Linked DNA regions of Hordeum vulgare: regions 1 and 3 are each linked to region 2. Evidence: chromatin contacts called from public Hi-C data. All regions are on one chromosome and are shown on one strand. Each heading gives the region's core, a stretch centred on a gene start, on an enhancer-like site or on the middle of the called end of the contact. The rest is flanking DNA. Distances are from core to core; before and after follow the strand shown.

The links. A called contact is a pair of places that touch in the nucleus more often than the background predicts.
Region 1: a contact with region 2 is called in a Hi-C map of leaf, with 2.5 times the contacts expected there. The contact joins the promoter of LOC123403509 here to the enhancer-like site in region 2. A contact is called at or near these places in 2 of 6 Hi-C or Micro-C datasets (leaf and seedling).
Region 3: a contact with region 2 is called in a Hi-C map of leaf, with 3 times the contacts expected there. The contact joins the promoter of LOC123403578 here to the enhancer-like site in region 2. A contact is called at or near these places in 3 of 6 Hi-C or Micro-C datasets (leaf and seedling) and 1 of 1 datasets of contacts at active chromatin or transcription factors (embryo).

Annotation. Positions count from the first base shown.
Region 1 is chr6H:405,400,789-405,403,488 of MorexV3_pseudomolecules_assembly, forward strand. LOC123403509 (putative glycerol-3-phosphate transporter 4) reads left to right here and starts at 1,350. Exons shown (of 3, transcript XM_045097440.1): 1 at 1,350-2,333. The coding sequence starts at 1,409.
Region 2 is chr6H:404,950,319-404,953,029 of MorexV3_pseudomolecules_assembly, forward strand. It overlaps the pseudogene LOC123402842. Among protein-coding and RNA genes, the nearest start is that of LOC123403457, 90 kb to the right of the region's middle. Within about 2 kb of position 1,378, at least 2 of the 3 cell types and tissues checked have open chromatin away from gene starts, as enhancers often do. A contact at or near this core is called in leaf, where this site is marked.
Region 3 is chr6H:405,245,171-405,247,870 of MorexV3_pseudomolecules_assembly, forward strand. LOC123403578 (vesicle-associated protein 2-1) reads right to left here and starts at 1,320. Exons shown (of 9, transcript XM_045097502.1): 1 at 1,141-1,320; 2 at 962-1,027; 3 at 776-846; 4 at 583-664; 5 at 371-486; 6 at 116-253; 7 at 1-5. The coding sequence starts at 1,013. It overlaps LOC123403248 (50S ribosomal protein L19-2, chloroplastic-like), which reads right to left. Exons shown (of 4, transcript XM_045097189.1): 4 at 2,610-2,700.

The sequences.
Region 1 (2,700 bases), core at 100-2,599, 450 kb after region 2:
CATTGGAAAATAAATAAATATAAAGCTGAAAAAACGAATTTGTTAACTGGACCGGACAAGTTGCTTCGCTAGCAGCCCGACCCGCTCCGTCCCTGCCTGTGTGAAGCTACTGCTATTGGAGGCGCAATGCGTCCAATAAGAGGTCACGTTGGCCACAACGAGCGGCGCATAGGACGCCCCCCCCTTAGATGCTCCAAAGAAACCAAGGGAGCTCCTACCTGCCGAATTATGCGGTAGGGAGTCCTTCGGCCGCACAAGGCGATCGCCCGACTGGACCAGCCCAGTTCTTTCATTCTTATTTTTTTCTGTTCCTTTTTTCCTTTTTTTTCTTATTTCTTTCTCTTTTTTATTTTTTTGATTCATTTTGATTTTATTTTTTTATGTTTATCTTTTTTTATGAAAACAAACTAAAGTTGAATTTCCCAATCATTTTTTTAAACTGAGAACAATTTTATAAAAATATGAAGAAATTTGGAAGCAGAATTCTTGTAAAATATTGTTCAAATATTTTTAAATTATAAACAATTTTTTTATAAAATGATGCACATTTTCTAAAAAACAAAAAAGGATTGTTTTTGAAAATCCAGAACATTTAAAAAAAATACAGAACATTTTTGGGAAAAGTAAATAAAATTCGGAACATTTTTAAAATTTCTGAACATTTATTTCCAAATTTCGGCACAATTGTTAAATTTCTGAAACATTGTTTCAAATTCTGAAATATTTTCCCAAATTCTGAAACATTGTTTCAAATTCCAGAACATTTTTCCAAATTCTGAACAACTTTTCTAAAATTTGGGAACATTTTTCTAAATTCCGAAACATTTTAAAATTCTCCAAGACATTTTTTACAAATTTTTTAATATTTTTATAAATTATAGAATATTTTTGTAAATTCCAGAACATTTTTATTATTTCCAAACATCTTTTTGAAAATTTCAAAGCATTTTTTCAAATTCTAGAACATTTTTACAAATTATAAAACATTGTTTAGAATTCCGGAAGTTTTTTTCAAATTCCAAAATATTTTTAAATTTAAGAATATTTTTTATAAATCGATAACATCTTTGAAACAGAAACAGAATAAAACAGAATAAAGTAAAAAAGAAAACAAAAAAGGAAAACCGGTTCAAGTAATTTAAAAAAAAGAACAGAAAAACCTGCTAGAAACCTGTAGAATGTTCTAAAACCGGACACTGCAGCCTTAGGCCAGGCCGATCACCCATTCGCTCTATACGAAGCCTCTACACCGCTTCGCATAGAGGGGCAAATAGGTTTCCCAGAAACCAAAGCAAAACGGCAACACAACTCAAAGTCGGGCCATAACCGTCTTGGCCGCGTGTCGTGCACGGGCCCGGTTACCCCGCCACGTCCACTCCATTTCCCCTCCCCTCTCACCGTCTCGGACATGGCGGAGCCACCGCCACCTCCACCCTCGACGCCCATGCCGAAGTCATCGCCGCGGGCGCGGCCGCGCCACCACCACGCGCCGCCGGGCCTCTGCGCCCTACCCGCCTTCTCTTACAACGCCCACCGTGGCCTCGTCCTCGGGCTCACCTTCCTCGCCTACGCCCTCTACCACGCCTCCCGCAAGCCACCCAGCATTGTGAAGCGCGCGCTCTCCAAGTCCTGGCCGCCCTTCTACGACCCCGCCCTCCTCGGCGAGACCGACGTCGCGTTCCTCGCCTTCTACTCCCTCGGCATGTTCGGCGCCGGCCACCTCGGGGATCGCCTCGATCTCCGCCTCTTCCTCGCCGCCGGAATGGTCGGGAGCGGCGCCGCCGTCGCCTTCTTCGGCGCCGGGTACTTCCTCTCCCTGCACTCCATCGTGTTCTACCTCTTCGCCCAGGCGATCGCGGGTCTGCTCCAGTCCACCGGCTGGCCCTCGGTCGTCGCCATCGTCGGCAATTGGTTCGGCGGCCGGAGGCGCGGCCTCATAATGGGCATATGGAACGCCCACACCTCCGTCGGGAACATCAGCGGCTCAATCATCGCCGCCGCCGTGCTGCGGTACGGGTGGGGCTGGTCGTTTGTGGTCCCCGGTGGGCTCATGGCACTCGGTGGCGTTCTTGTGTTCTTCTTCCTAGCGCCTTACCCGGAGGACGTTGGCTTCGCTTCGTTGCCCCCCAACCCCAAGCACGCCGGTGGAGCGAGCACCGACGAGGAGGACAGCAGCACCAGCACGGGTGGGGAAGAGGACAGGAGGGACGCCGTAGGGATTTGGAAGGCATTTTCTATCCCGGGTGTGCTCACCTTCGCGGTCTGCCTCTTCTTTGCCAAGCTGGTCGCCTACACCTTCTTGTACTGGCTCCCGTTCTACTTGACCCAAACTGGTATGGCCACCTGTTGCGACTTAACCAGGAGCAGCGATGCACGTTATGACATTAGATTGTTCTGAATTGTCATCTTCCAGCTGTGGAGGAGATTTATTTGGTACGATTAACAGTGCATTTTTATCTTGTTATATTGAATTCTGGTTTCAGAATTGACTTTGATGTACAGTTGATATGATGTAGTTTCAGAATCAACAGTGCATTGTTATTGAACTCTGGTTTCAGAATTCCGTAGTTTGTTGTAGTTGCCACCATTTTTTTTAAGGTGCTGCAGTAATTGCCTTTCATATGATATGATAATGTGCATTGTGGTAGCAAACTTTAGCAGGATCTAATGCCATGCCAGATTATTCATGACGTATCTTGG
Region 2 (2,711 bases), core at 128-2,627:
AACTCGGTGACACGAAGTTGAAAACTCGGTGGTACCGATTAGCACAAAGGTGTGAACTTTTGAATCTCGGTGAGACCGATATATGAAACTCGGTAGCACCGAGAAGGTGACTAACGATCAGATGACCAAACTCGGTGGCATCGATATTCAAACTCAGAAATTCCGATTTTGTGTATCTTGGCAACAGAATGTTGGTCACACTGAACTCGGTAGCACCGACTTGGTTTCGGTTGCACCGATTTGGTGGGAATGGCTAGGGTTTCTGTCTGAGGTCAAACTTGGTGGGTCCGATATGGAAATGTTGGTGACACCGAATTTGTGTATGAGGATCTTCATAGAGTGGATATGTGGGAAAATGACTGAGTGTTTTGGTGGCTAACTTTGAGCATTTGAGCAATCAGTTTATTTTACTACATCATCCCCTTTTAATAGTATTGGTTTTCCTATGAACTCAAAAATGATTTCTCACAAATATAAAATGAAGAGTCTTCTAGCTTGAAGCTTGAGCCAATATTAATCCTTTCTTGCATCCAGGGACATCTTCACAAAAATCTTAAGCCATAACTCTTCATGAACTTTTTATGAAACATCTAGGTAAATGTGTTAGTCCAAAAGACAATGTATGTTGTCATGAATTATCAAAATCATTAAGGAAGCATATATGATTTTAGTGTCCCGACGAACGAGGCAGGGAAGGACAAGGGCGTGCTTCCCGCCCGTCCATGCGTGTTCGCAAAGGGGATGGATTAAAAGCAAACATTGATATTTATCCCCAAACGAACAAACAGACCATTTGGATTGAGTTGCCCTTATGATGATGCCTTGGGTGTGTCCTCGACAGCTTCATGCGAGGTAGACAGACGAATGGACACGAGTCTCCTCGACTGCACGGTTGCACACATGTCAAATACACCATGACACCCCTACTCCCAGCTTGATCCCCAAAAGGGAAGGCATCGACTCGTGAGCCATGACCCTATGGAGTCTAGTCTATCTAGATAAACAAAGCAGTGGCGTGTTTATTTGGTCGGAACCTCTCTATATCTCTCTACCAATCGGTCCTAGAACCATACCCACACGTGGTAAGAGGATTTAACTAGCTGCAGACGATGGCGAACATAACTGAAGGGCGTGTCCTCCGATCCGGCCGCCACTGGCTTGGGTGCAGCGCCATCGATTGATTGCCCAATTGAAAAATCCATCGATAGTAAGATCATCATACCGGCACGACTGAAACAACAGCTATTTTGAGGGTGCCCATTCTACAACTTTTGAGGGTGCAGTACTATCAGCTAGCCGCTTGTAGGCTGTTGTACATGTTACATGCAGTACATGCCTGTTGGAGGGGACCCGTTTGTCTCAGGTCTGGACGGGTCAAAGAGTAGCCACACCTGACCCAGGCAGCCCCTGGTGAAACACGCTAACTTTCTGCAGAGTACCAGATTTGCTGTAACCATTGTTCAGACTCCCCTTCTCTAATCTCTATGGTGAAAGATCTCATCATTCTTTGGTAATTTGGTTGAGCGGGCAGGTTTAATTGACTAGTAGCGGTTATATAGCTCCCCTTTTTTTCTTTTCTTTTTTTTGAAAAACACTAGTGGCATATAGTTTTTGTTTTGAGTAAAAGTAGTGGTATATAGCTAGTGTTCTGAGTTGCAGCTAGATAGGCCACATACCACAAAACGGTCTGCATTTAGAACAAGGCCCATGCATCAGGGCAATGAAGAAAACATCGGACCTGTATCAGCTGGAGACTACTAACAACAACAGCCAAAACTGTAAACCGCCAAAATACTCCAAGAACTTAGAACTTCGGTAGTCACCACAATCTGTTGCAAACCGCCAAAACTCAGATTAGCTTTCACAAGAGGCTCCTGCTTACAAGGACACAGAGACAGAGACTACATTCCGTGGTATTATGAGCAATAACCAAACTTCAACAACACGCGCACGCACACACCCTACAAATACTCTGCGTTCGGATACTGGAGTTACCCTACGTGGCATGCTGATCAAGAAAACCCTACTATGTAAATAAGAAAAGGTCGGGTTATCAGAGCACCTAAAACACCAGGATACAAGGGCATCTACATTTTGGCACTCCCTCGCTGTATAAGGACACTGGTTGCATCGTTTAGCAATTCAAGCCTCGCTACGTGTAAGCCATGTTAAGGTTTCAGTTACTGGCTAGCGGGCTAGAAGCTTGTACGATGGCATATCCTCGACCCGCTGAATATCTTCAAGCAGCAGCTCCCTTTCTAGCTGGCGTCGTGTCGATTTCATGACCGTCTGCAATTTTAGTAGTATAATCAGGTCAGGAAGGGCTCTTGAGTCCCAATGAGTAGTTTCAACCAGCAAGTGTTAAGGTTAAGGGCCTGTTTGGAACAGTGGTATTTCTTGCTCAAGTATCAATATTTGTTCCAAACAGGCCCTAATAGGGGAGAAATTCCTGGTTGCAAGAATTTGGGGGGGCTGGAACGGCATCATACATTGAAGTCCATGTAAGTAGCATGCATGTCAAGCCATTGCTGATCCATCAGCTTGAAGGTTATGCAGTACAGGATATCAAAAGCTCGATCGTTTTCTGAATTACAAAAATAACAAATGAGATATCAGTATCAAGTATCAGGAGCACTAGTAGTATGTGGTGCCTACTTTTAATAAGTACTCGTATAACTAAAATGTATGATATGCTGGCTTTGGGCCATAAA
Region 3 (2,700 bases), core at 70-2,569, 290 kb after region 2:
AGCATCTGCAAGGTAAAGTATAAACATGTGAACTACAGTTAGCCTTTGCACTAAATATTTATTAGCAGATCCAACATATGTTTCCTACATAGATCATAGAGCTAGTCAGTCTCACCGAGAGATCGTCGCCGCCCTGCTTGAAGCTCCTATTTGCCGAAGATGTGACACCAGAGTCGTCCGAGCTTCCACTGGGCAATGTGTAGACAACCTTGAGCTTCATTTCCTCGATCACCTTATCACCATCCTTGTTGAACTGAGGAATACATATAAAGGTTGAATATAGTTGGTGGAATGCTAATCATTTATTCCGATGACATTGCGACGCTAGATCATAGCAGAAACCAGTCATTATGAGTTTTACTATGCTCACTGTGTCAGGGGGGATTTCGTCCATGTCGGTGCTGGCAGCCACCCTGGTGCTCTGAATCAAGAATTTATCCTTGGATTGCATGTCTGGAGGGTACTCTTTCTGTGCCTGTAGGGTAACTATAACCCAAAACAAGAAGGCGGATGCACACACATCAGAACCAAATGAAGAATTCTAGAGAGAACCAAGGTATGTATGTATGTATGCATGCTTACTTGTTATCGTGCAAGAATCCCACGGCTGGACGACGCTGGCGTTCGGCCGGACGAAATACTTCCTCGGAGACGTCGTCTTGACCTGAGAAAAAGAAAGAGCAAAGTAACAAATTCTGATCAAACCTGAACCTCGTCTCCGAGAGTTTCACAGAAATGCAAAGAGGAAATCCAGAGAAACGGAAATGGCACGGACCTTGAACGCGACATGGTGCTCGCTGTTGTTCACCACCTTGAGATTGCAGTAGCACGGCTTGTCCAGCTCGACTAGGCACAGGAATTCAATTCAACCAACCTCAGAGAAAAGCACGGAAGTTCCAGAGCCCCTTTTTTCATTTTGTTTTTCTTGCAGAATGCGGAGAAAATCTCAGGAACAACTTACAGAGGAAGGTGAGGTCGTCCGGGTAAACCGAGATCAGCGTTCCTCCCACCATTGCGACACCTGAACCTGGTCAGAGAAACGGAGAAGAAGCTCATAAATCGATGCATTGGGAGAGAGGTAGAGAGTGGGAGGAGGTGGTTTCTGCTGGTTTAGAGGAGGAGGAGGAGGATGATCCCAACCTTTGTCTTCAGGAAGGAAGGCAGGAACCGGGCGGAAGCGAAAATCGACGACGAGCAGCGATTCGGAGCAGAAATGGGGAGGGAGGGTGGAGGGTCGGGGAGGAAGAAAGAGGGAAATGAATGGGTTCGCTTTGCCTTTCTTGGCTCCCGGGCGACATTGACGGGGCAGCACTCACTTCTTGGGCCCGTGGCTGGCAGTTTGCGTTTTCCTCTCCCCCTTTTTTTCCGCGAGTGAACAGCACTCTTCCTTTATCTAATCATATCATATTTTATTGCCGGTTGGTGATTTATGCTACCACTACTTTATTCCCGTGTGTTCTTGTCAAGCCCACTTGGCCGGTGATTTTTTTTTTATCATGTTTCCTTTCCGGACCACCCCCCCCCCCCCCCACCAAAAATGCACTGGAGATGAATTGCTTGCTCTCTCAAACAATCTGTATAGTACATTTTTCTTACATGTTTAATGTAGCAGAAATCACCAGAAAAGTTCGAGCGTAATAGTAAGAGCAACAGTGAGATCATGCTGCCATGCTTGCCTTTGCCCACCGAGAAAACGTAAAAAGGCCACAGTGATTAAATACACTCCTACATTGCGCATTAATTAATATAAGAAGTACAAAAAGGGGATCCGAAGGGAGGATATTCTTGTCTGATTATATAATAATTTGCCCTTCCGTTCGGTACTACTACTATTCTCAACAAATAATTGCAGTATTCGTTGCTCTTATTGTACTCACGGTCAGTAGGTGCCCTACAAAACACAAATTGCTAGCGGTAGCTGACGAGGTTTTCAATCATTTTCGCCATTACGAATAAGACACGAGAAAATCAACGACGTAGGACCCAGTTATTTGCTTGCTTTAATGAAACACAAGAGCTGATCTTTCTTCCTAGCTTAAGAGCTAGATAAACTTAGGCTCAAACTTGGATGTGGATGCTCCAGTAAGAAAATTATAGATAACTCGCATCTTCAGCAAAAAATAATAATAATAATAACCACACCTAGTATGGCATGAAACCTCCATGCCATACAGATTTGCCAACTGAGTGAAACCTTCATTGTGTTTCTGGACCGAGCAAGCAATATGAGTTTCCAGGGGCAGCAATGCCACGGGCACATGTACACCCAATGTCGTGTAACCCCTGGACACAAGTTTCCTAGCCGGAGAGAAAATTGATACGATATGACCCGCCATCAAACCAACCAGTGGTACTGCAGAAAACTTCAACCCTTATTCATTACTCTGTTCGTAACAATAAGAGCCCAGACCTACTATTCATAACAACTGTTCTTCTTTCTTAACAGCAGCGTTACGTACTGTTAACCAACAGTTGGGAGTTGGGACTCTGGTAGGTAGCTGGGAGCAAGGAAAGGGCACAATCATAAACATCACCATGTTCATACCGGAGCGCTGCTAGGAATTTTACACACTCAGAATGAAACACACTCCACAACGCAAGACGTGATATACGCAAATCGGAAAAAGATGTAAAATTATGCGACTCGAGGTTCAGAGATCATTACAGTGGATGCACAGATCTGAACAAGATGGTGGAAAC